Linked DNA regions of Rattus norvegicus: region 1 is linked to region 2. The links are chromatin contacts, called in public Hi-C maps. All regions are on one chromosome and are shown on one strand. Each heading gives the region's core, a stretch centred on a gene start, on an enhancer-like site or on the middle of the called end of the contact. The rest is flanking DNA. Distances are from core to core; before and after follow the strand shown.

Region 1 (4,724 bases), core at 2,101-4,600, 78 kb before region 2:
ACGAGGTTCGGGCAGTCCCCAGAGTGGTCAATTCTCTGCAAGCGATGGTTCCTCCCTTAGACTTTGCAGTGGTAAAGGGCTTCTGTGTGGGCTGCAGAGCTGACTCAGGGGTTAGGAGCACTGGCTGCTCTTGGAGAGGACCTGAGTTTGGTTCCCAGTACTCATATGATGGCTTCCAACTGGGCTCTAGCTCCGGTTACAGGGGGCCTGATGCCCTCTTACGACCTCTGTAGGCACCAGGCATATACTTGGTATACATAAACATGTACAAGTGAAATACACACATGAAATAAATAAATCTTAATTGATGACGACGACGACGATGATTCTGAGTGCACTGCCAGGCTCATTGACTTTCCTTCTTGGGACAGGATATACCCCTGACAAGTGGTGGACCTAAACTTGTCCCCAGAGGCAGAGAGAAACAACTCCTCCCTCTCCGTACCACAGTAGTCATCTACTGTGGATTCAGGTGACTCCGATGTGCCACAGGCATTGGCAGATAGATTCAGGACAAGTCATCGCAGTTAACAGGAAGTGGATGATAAGCTATGAGGTCTGGCGAGCTGCCCCACCATTTTCCTTCTTGGCTCGCGTTTTAGCGCTTCTCTGACTAGAGGTCTCTGATAGCAGCCTATCGAAATCAGGAAATATACCTCACAGGTGACTAGTTTGTTTTAACTGCTGTAAGTTAATGGGACTAGGAAAGAAAACGCATAGGCTGGCAATTGAAACAAATCCCTGTGTGTGTGTGTGTGTGTGTGTGTGTGTGTGTGTGTGTGCACATTTAATATTCAAACCATAACTCTTAGTGTACACTCTTTGCTATGGAGGTGACTGGACTTCTAATAGCCTAATGCTTCTGTGGATCTTGCAAAAAAAAACAAAGACATTTTTAATGAAGATCATTGTTTCACCAAACACCCATCCTAACAAATACATGTAGCAGCTGTTAGCCTGTGTAGAGCAGGAGAAAGTAAGGTTTCTACAGGGTTTTCTTGGAGCACAGGAAGACAGTGCAGAGCAAGATCAATCACACTGAGCTGTCTTTAAAGAGACCGAGTTCAAGCCAACAGCCCCGCCCTTCAGGGAAATCATCAGAGTGGTCTCTTGTCAGGAGCAAATCCACGGTGTAAGCCAGAAGTCACCACCAAAACCACAAGAGAAACTGGGTACAGCCTAACAAGAAGGGCTGCATGCTTCGTGGAAATATAGAACTTATATTAAAAAATATTTAACTTTTTAAAATTTATTATGCATACAGCATTCTACCTGCATGTGTGCCTGCAGCCCAGAAGAGGGAACCAGATCTCATTATAGGTGGTTGTGAGCCACCATGTGGTTGCTGGGAATTGAACTCAGTTTCTCTGGAAGAGCAGCCAGTGCTTTTAACCGCTGAGCCATCTCTCCAGCCCCTTAAATTGTTCTTAAAGATTTCTTTTATGTGTGTGAATGTTTCGTCCATGTGTAGGTATATGAGTCAAGTATGTGCCTGATGCTCTCGGCGTCAGAAGAAAGCTGGATCCCTCGGAACTGGAGTTATAAATGGTTGTGAACCACCCCATATGGGCACTGGGAACTGAACCTTGGTCCTCTGCAAGGGCAGCTCGTGCTGTTAGCCATGGAACCATCTCACCAGTCCCCATGTTTTAGATTAAAAACAATTGATGTGGTTTTGCCTGCATGTATGTACCATGTGAGAGTGCCTGTGTACCATGTGCCAGGTGCCTTTGGAAGCCGGAAAAAGGCATCAGATCTCCTGGGACTGGAGTTATAGGCAGCTGTCAGCCACCATGTGGGTGCTGGGAATCGAAACTGGGTCCTCTGTAAGAGCAGCATTGACATTAACAGCTGAGCCACAGTGCCTTGTTCTCCTAGGCTTCCATCGTCTGTTCTCTCTCTCTCTCTCTCTCTCTCTCTCTCTCTCTCTCTCTCTCTCTCTCTCTCTCTCCATCCTCCAGAGTTCTCAGCTTGTTCCCTGTACCCCAGGCTGTCTTCCTGAGACTCCCTCTCCCGCCTCGATCTCACAGTCATCACTGTCTAGTAGAATCCTGAATTCACTCTTGGAGAGCTGCTTTGACTCCACTGTGTAAAGTCTGTCCTGTGGTTCTGACACACTGTGTGGTTCTGTGACAGCTGCCTTGCTCGCTGCACTTTACAGTTTGTCACTCCTCTTGGAAGGTGGCACTGAGGGTCAGCCTGCACCCTGCTTACCTTGATCTCTCCCTTGTCTCCCTGGAGTCGGTGCCCACCATGCTCGATCTTGTTAGTTTTGGCTTCAAGGAAGTGACTGAGATTGTATTTCTCGAAGCCTTACCTGTAAATTATGGGTGACAGTAGGGAGTCCTTCTCTGGGTCACTGTCAAAAGCAAACAGTGCCATGCGCACAATTTGAAACACACAGTGTTGTCCCCTCCTATTGTTATTATACAAAAACCCCACATCTTATTTAAATCTTTAACAGTTCCCAGCTTTTGAGGCATTTCCCTCCCAACTTCTTTGCCTGGCAGATAACAATCTCCTGTCTTTGGTGTTCTTAGCTCTCCTGTGTAACCGAATAATCTGGGAGTCCCTAAAAATGGTGACTGCCGGGTCCTACTTCCCAGCATCCCCCAGTGGGAGAGCCTTCATTGATCATTTGGTCCCCAGGTATCTGTCAAGTAAAAGCCAGGATACAAGATAAATCATGAGTGAGCTGATGTTTCTGCCAGCATCCCCTTTGCCTCTTTATCTTTAGAGCTGTAATTTTGGAGGGACTGATTTCCAGATGATCTCACCGTGAATTCCCAGAAGTAGGCATTTCTCCTCACTCCCTGTGTGCTTCTCAACCATCTAAGGTCTCCTTGTGACTCAGTATTGGAGATGCTTTCCTGGTTTCCCCTTTGTAGTCTCATAGCAGTAAAGTGTTTGTTGAGAGTAACTCAGCATATAAAACGCTAAGTGATAAAAGTCCTAAGTATGGGGCTGGGGATTTAGCTCGGTGGTAGAGCACTTACCTAGGAAGCGCAAGGCCCTGGGTTCGGTCCCCAGCTCCGAAAAAAAAAGACCAAAAAAAAAAAAAAAAAGTCCTAAGTAGTGGTGAGTGGTAGGGCTCAATGGATACATACACCCCTCTGCCTCTCTGTTTCTCATGTCTCCTTCTAGCCCCTAGTGAAAGGTAGACTTGATGTCGTGAGCGTGATGGGGAAAGACCCAGGAGATGGAGGGCGCTCTGCCCCGGCAGTGGCACCTGGCTGGTACCCTAGTAAATGTAGTGAGATCCAACAAGGCCACCCAGATCCCCATCTTTTGCTCTCTAGCCCTTTAAAATCCTTCTGGAACCGTGTGTACGAAGCTGCTGATACTTACCAGGCATTGGATTTCAATAGGAATTTGGCCAAAGTCAAGACTGGAGAGTCTGGCCCCATGGTGGACTTAGTTCCAAGTGCTGAGTCAGGGCCTTTCTGCTGACTCAGTTGTCTTTTGGGGCTTATGTAATTCCAGAAGTTGAACCCAGAGTTTTATTGACAGGATTGGGGGTGGGGGAGGTCATTTACATTTGAGACAGGACGGATAACGTCCAAGGCGAAAGAAATAGTCTCTGAGGGAGGAGGGGAAAGGGGTGTTTTGGAAATATGAATACTGCACACATGAATGTCCCATTGTAAGAAAGCCACTGTGGGTTTTATATTCTCAGACATTGCTTTTTTTTCTTGGTTCACCTCAGATGTCCCCTCTTCTTGTGTTCTGTTAGATTCTTTTCAGCTCAGGAATGGCTTCTCCTGTCTGCTGTCATCTTGTCAATCAACCCTGGAATGTGATTTTTTTTTTAAATCTACACAAAGGATGCACGAACTGTTGAGGTGATGCTAAGAACTGGCGCCCTTTACTCCAGACCCTGAGCCCTGGCTCGCATAAAGGACACGGTCCCCCACTCTCCTCACACACCCACGGAGGCTAAGTCCCAGATGGGACTTGGAGTTGTCCCACACTGCTTCAAATGTCCTCCACTTATCCAGGACACAGGAAAGCCTCACAACTTGGTAGGACCTGACCTTGAGAATAATTTTTCAGGTCGAGAAACTGATGGCCCCCGAGAGCTGAGTGAGTTACCTCGATCACATATCACCTGCAGCAGAGGGAGCCGACTCCTAGATCTCCCAACAGCTTTCTGTTCGATGGCTTCTCTCCATGGGCTAGAGAAGACAAGTCTGGCATCAGGACCACCCAGAGCTGGAGAAGGAAACTGTTCCTCGGTCATATGCCCTCTGGTTGTACGTCAGCTGGGGGCAGGGTGCTTTTGAAAATGTTGTCTAGGTACCGATTACACAGACAGAGCAAAAGAGCCAGCCGGGGAGGACATTCTTAATGTATGAAGTCACCGGCTTCCAGATCATTCTACCTGCAGAACAAGGCTGTGTTGATGGCCACAGAGTAAACTCCCCAAAGGCTTCCAGATGCAGTAGAGAGAAGGTAAAAAAAAAAAAATCTACCAAACATCCACAGCTTCACTCAGCATTTCAAGTTCAAATATTTGTTTTGCGCATCAGGAAATGGCTCCGGGCACTGGTACCGGGCTCGCTAAGTGCAAGATTATGAGGCCACGTGGCCAGCTAAGTGACCGGAGTGAGTCAGTCAGGATTTCTCCTGGGTGAGAGCCCCTCCTCTAATCCACACCTCTGAACAATGGCACCTGAGTCAGAACCAGTCTGGCGTCTTTCCTCAGGCAGGGCTGCTAACCCTCC
Region 2 (4,416 bases), core at 1,349-3,848:
CAGTCTCCCAATTTAGGATCTCTGCACGAGGAAGCTGGATCCTCAAAGGCAGAGCCGCTCTGTCAAGAGCACAGAGAGAGTAGATGGAAGCTGGCTGTCTGGGGCCCCTTCGTGGAGCTGGCTCAGACACTTCCTAAGAACTGTGAGGCTTAGCTGAGCTCAGCGATTTCTGGGAAAGGTTGAAGTGTGTGGACAGCTTGTATTTCTTGTGAAAGTGCGTGTGTGCATGCTTACATGTATGACCACAGAGGCCAGAAGAGAGTGTTGGATCCCTTGCAGAGAGGGTCACAGGTTATGACCTGTCTAATCCAGGTACCGGGAGACAAACTGAGATCCTCTTACCTGCTGAGCCATTTCTCTGGACCCCGGTAATGTTTTCCAAAGGTAGAGGAGCTGGTAAAGGGCGTGGGATGGGGTGATTCCTAGTCTCCCTGTCATCCCAGGAGTCCCAGGAGACTGATGAGGTAACAGAGGCTATCTTTACAGTCAGCACAAACTTGAAGCTCCCACGGAACTTCAGGGTCCTCGCTAGCGCTACTCAGAGGGCTGCATTGGAGGGCGGGACAGCTGTCAGAGCACTCAACCCAGCACTCTGGGTTGGTTATGGTAATTTCCCTGACAAATCACAGTGGAGAACACAGAAGGGAAGAGCTCTTGTTCCAAGTCACCGAACATCTCACATATGCTCAAAAGCCTTCTCTGTTCAAATAAAGGAAGTGCCATTAACTCCACCTTCCAGAGGAAAGTGATTCATTAATTGCTTGCCCAGAGCCACTGGCAGAGCTGAGATTGAAGGCTAGGATGAATGTCTGATGCCAAAGCCCTGAGTGGGGCCCCAGTGTTACACAGGGATGGCGAGGAGGGAGCTAGGTGGGACTGACATAATAGTGTGGGGCCCTGGGTACCAGCCAGGCATGTGGAATTACTCTGAGGATTCCCTTTGGGGCAGGGCAGATGTTTTTTTTTTTTTTTTTTATTGCTCAAGGCCAGCAGTGAAGAGCAACTGATTAGGGACTGAGCTACAAGCTACAAGCCTGTCTGTCAGGACAAGGGAGGAGCCATGCTGGCGGGTCGTGTGCAGAGATCCCTACAGAGTGCCAGGGAATTAATTGTATTTCGGCGAGTGCATCTTTAGCTGACTGGAGACCCAGTTCTGGCCCTTAAAGGGTAAAGAAAGTCCTTAGAACAAGAAAAAGGTGGTGCGGGGTCCAGAGAGTGAAAGGCACGTTGCCCTTGATGGTCCATCTTTTAACAAGATACTCTTTGAGGGGTTACCACATCCGGATGAGCGAGATCACGGTGCAAAAAAAAAAAAAAAAAAACTTTGTGGAAGGAGATCTGGGAGCTTTCATGGAAAAGCCTGTGGTTCTTAAATAAAAATAAGGGGACCAGAGAGGGAACTGAGGGACTGCAGCACATTTTCATGATGCAACCCCAAACCCAGCTTTGTCCTCTGCCCTCAGTGAGTCAATGAAGTCTCTTTAAACACTAAAAGCAAGGGACTCCAGAAGATGGACTCCTGGGAGCACCCAGGCTCTGGGAGCACCCAGGCTCCTGGAGCACCAAGGCTGTGGTGCAGAGGGGAAGAGGGCGGAGATACCTGGGGGGGGGAGGGGTCTCTGCAGGTGTCACCGCAGGAAGCACTCTCCTCTGTCACCAGTTCTGGTGTGGCAAGATTGGTTTTCAAAGCCTCTGAAAGCCTATTTTTACACCGAGCACATTTCTCTTCTCTTTTCAAAAGAACAAAGGGATCACACAACCCACATGCCCTTCAAACTGGCAGCTGGGGAGAGAAGGCAGGGTGCAGCTCTGCAGCCACAGAGAGCTGGTTTCCCCACGTCCGCCTCCTGCATCCTCACAGAAGGGCAGCCAGCAGATGCAGGCTCTGTGTAGCCACCCATCCTGAAGGCTTCCAGTCCCTGTCAGCCACTTATTACTGAGGCATTCGGTAGTTTAGGGAAGACTGAACCCTTGTCTTTCTCCCAGATACTTAGACGACCCTGGTCAGAAAGTCCGGTGTCCTTCTGTGTGAGCAGGGTAAACTCACTGACATGCTTTGCCTGCTACGGTCACACACGTATGTGAAAGATTCTTTACTACACTGGCATCTACATTGCTTAAGGAAAACAAGCTCCTTCCACTTGCTGGGTTTCTCTTAAAATGGAAAATATTACTCACACAGTTATTTTAAAAATGGAAGGACAGATGATTCACCTCCAACTCCAGGGACAGAGAGCAAGTATTGGGGTGACATCTCTGAACCTTTGACTTTTGGTGAAGTTTAAAGCCATTGTGTCATTAGGAGAGACCCTAGCCAGCGTGCATGGCATCTCTCAGACCTTTTCAATCTCATCGATTTCTAAGACTCCCAGGTCTCCCCACCCCTCAACCCCGAACCCCGACCGATAACATCTGGATCTTGAGTTGTACCTGGCTAGGACCTTACACCGTGATCTGTTAAGTATTTGCATTATGTCCTCTAAAAAGTCAGAACAGGAAGCGAAATTGCAAGAGAGGAAAAAGCCACACTCAGGTTAAAGATTCTGCCAGGAGATTGGCTGATGATAACTTACCAGTTGTGCAGAGTGGAAATGTTACAAGTTCAGAGTCCAAATTATCTCGTGCTGTCAATGCCTCTTCATAGCTGTTCTCCGTGTTGGACCTAGCACCATGTGACTCTCATGTGCAAGGTTTTAGATTGCACTTATTTAGGGCTTTGCCAAGTTCATACAAGTTAGGGTCCTCTGGGAAGAGGGAACCACAATTTAAAAAAAAAAAGCCTCTATCGGGCTGGCCGGTAGGAAAGTCTGGGGACATTTGCTTAGTCATTGGTGTGGAAGGGTCTAGCCTACTGCAGCCCTGAGACAGGTAAACCTGGGCGGTAGCTGAGAAATCAGTTCAAAGGAAGCCAGCCAGTAAGCAGTGCCCCTCCGTGGCCTCTGCTTCAGTTCTTGCCTCTGGGTTCCTGCCTGGAGCTCCTGCCCTGACTTCCTTCAGGGAAGGATGATCTGAAACAAACTCTCACAAGTTGCTTTTGGTGATGCTGTCTTATTGTGCCAATGGGAAGTGAATTAAGTCAAGATCCTGGCTTCCACAAACGCAAAGCTGAGAATGTCATCAGAACACAGCAGACACCCATAGCAGATTTCTCTTCTTGGTTCTAACCCGCCTACCTGATGTTCCCATGAATAGATCTGGGAAATGCCTTGATTTGCGACTTTCTTTTATTCTGGAATCAATGACAACTCGATGAAATTGTTTCCATGTTGTAACATTTTATTTGGGGTAACCCTAATCTCTGCTCCTAGGCCTCGGCCATGCATATTTAGCTCAAGAGTAAACTTCCCCTAGTCCCCTTTGAGAGAAGACATGGGTTTCATGAATGACAGAAGCCTGGGGCCCCAAGAAAAGCCCATACTGTCCTTCCCTCCTACCCAGGCCATGGTCACTGGTCCTGCCTGGGGCTTCTCTGGTAGGTTTTCTCCTCAGTTACTTTGGGTGACCATGGACAGGCTCCCTGGGTCCTGAATCTGCAATCTGTACTTCATTTTAGAAACAGAAAAGAGAAAGGCATTGAACACACAGCTGTGAGGAAAACAGAGATTTGGGTGCACATGCGCACACACACATACACACACACACACACACTCATCACCACCAACAACAATATTACTAGATGTTGCTGCCAAAGAAATCCTAAATCAAGGTAATGAGGCTTCCAGTAGTTGCCCGATAATGGTTTTTTTTTTGAAGGTGGTGTCTCATATGACAAAAAGATAATAAACAAATCAATTGAGGCTAGAGAGAGATGGCTCAGAAGTTAGGAGCACTTGGCTGCTCTTGCAGGGGACTCAGACTTGGTTCCTAGAATCCCATGTGGCAGTTCATAACCATCTGCAACTCTGGTTACAGGGAATATGATGCCCTCTTCTGGTCCCTACTGGTACTGCACACTCACAGTGCACATAAATATATTCGGGCAAACACTCAGACACATAAAATTAAAGGGATCTTTAAAAGAAACATATGTGTCAACTACAGGACAAATAGGTTGCTAGGTAAACCTCATTCTAAGAGGAGTCAGTTGTAAGCTGGCATTTTTTTTTTTTAAAGAGGAAGATGTTTGGTGAAGGGACAGCGAAGTTTTAACAAGGTCCCACACGCTGGGTTCTGAACCAATTCTCTGCCAAGGGGCAAAACTTGAGCCTGTGAACTACTTTACCCCAAATGACAACTTTCTCTTCAAATGTGTAGCTGCTCTTTAAGACAGTGTCTCGTTATGTTGCCAAGGCTAGCCCCGATTGAACACAAAAGGACTCATCACCACAACAACTAGGACATTCTCTGTAATGACAATTTTGGACTTTTGGTCTCTTTCTGAAACACAAAAGTATAATAATAATAATAATAATAATA

Evidence for each region. A called contact is a pair of places that touch in the nucleus more often than the background predicts.
Region 1: a Hi-C map of liver shows a contact between it and region 2, with 2.0 times the contacts expected there. The contact joins two enhancer-like sites. A contact is called at or near these places in 3 of 12 Hi-C or Micro-C datasets (kidney and liver).

Annotation. Positions count from the first base shown.
Region 1 is chr12:11,431,632-11,436,355 of GRCr8, reverse strand. LOC108352417 (a long non-coding RNA gene) reads right to left here. Exons shown (of 5, transcript XR_001840627.3): 2 at 4,093-4,381; 3 at 2,215-2,317. Among named protein-coding and RNA genes, the nearest start is that of Ubl3, 76 kb to the left of the region's middle. Within about 2 kb of position 3,350, at least 2 of the 93 cell types and tissues checked have an H3K27ac peak or open chromatin away from gene starts, as enhancers often do. A contact at or near this core is called in liver, where this site is marked.
Region 2 is chr12:11,353,158-11,357,573 of GRCr8, reverse strand. No RefSeq gene overlaps it. Among named protein-coding and RNA genes, the nearest start is that of Ubl3, 150 kb to the left of the region's middle. Within about 2 kb of position 2,598, at least 30 of the 93 cell types and tissues checked have an H3K27ac peak or open chromatin away from gene starts, as enhancers often do. A contact at or near this core is called in liver, where this site is marked.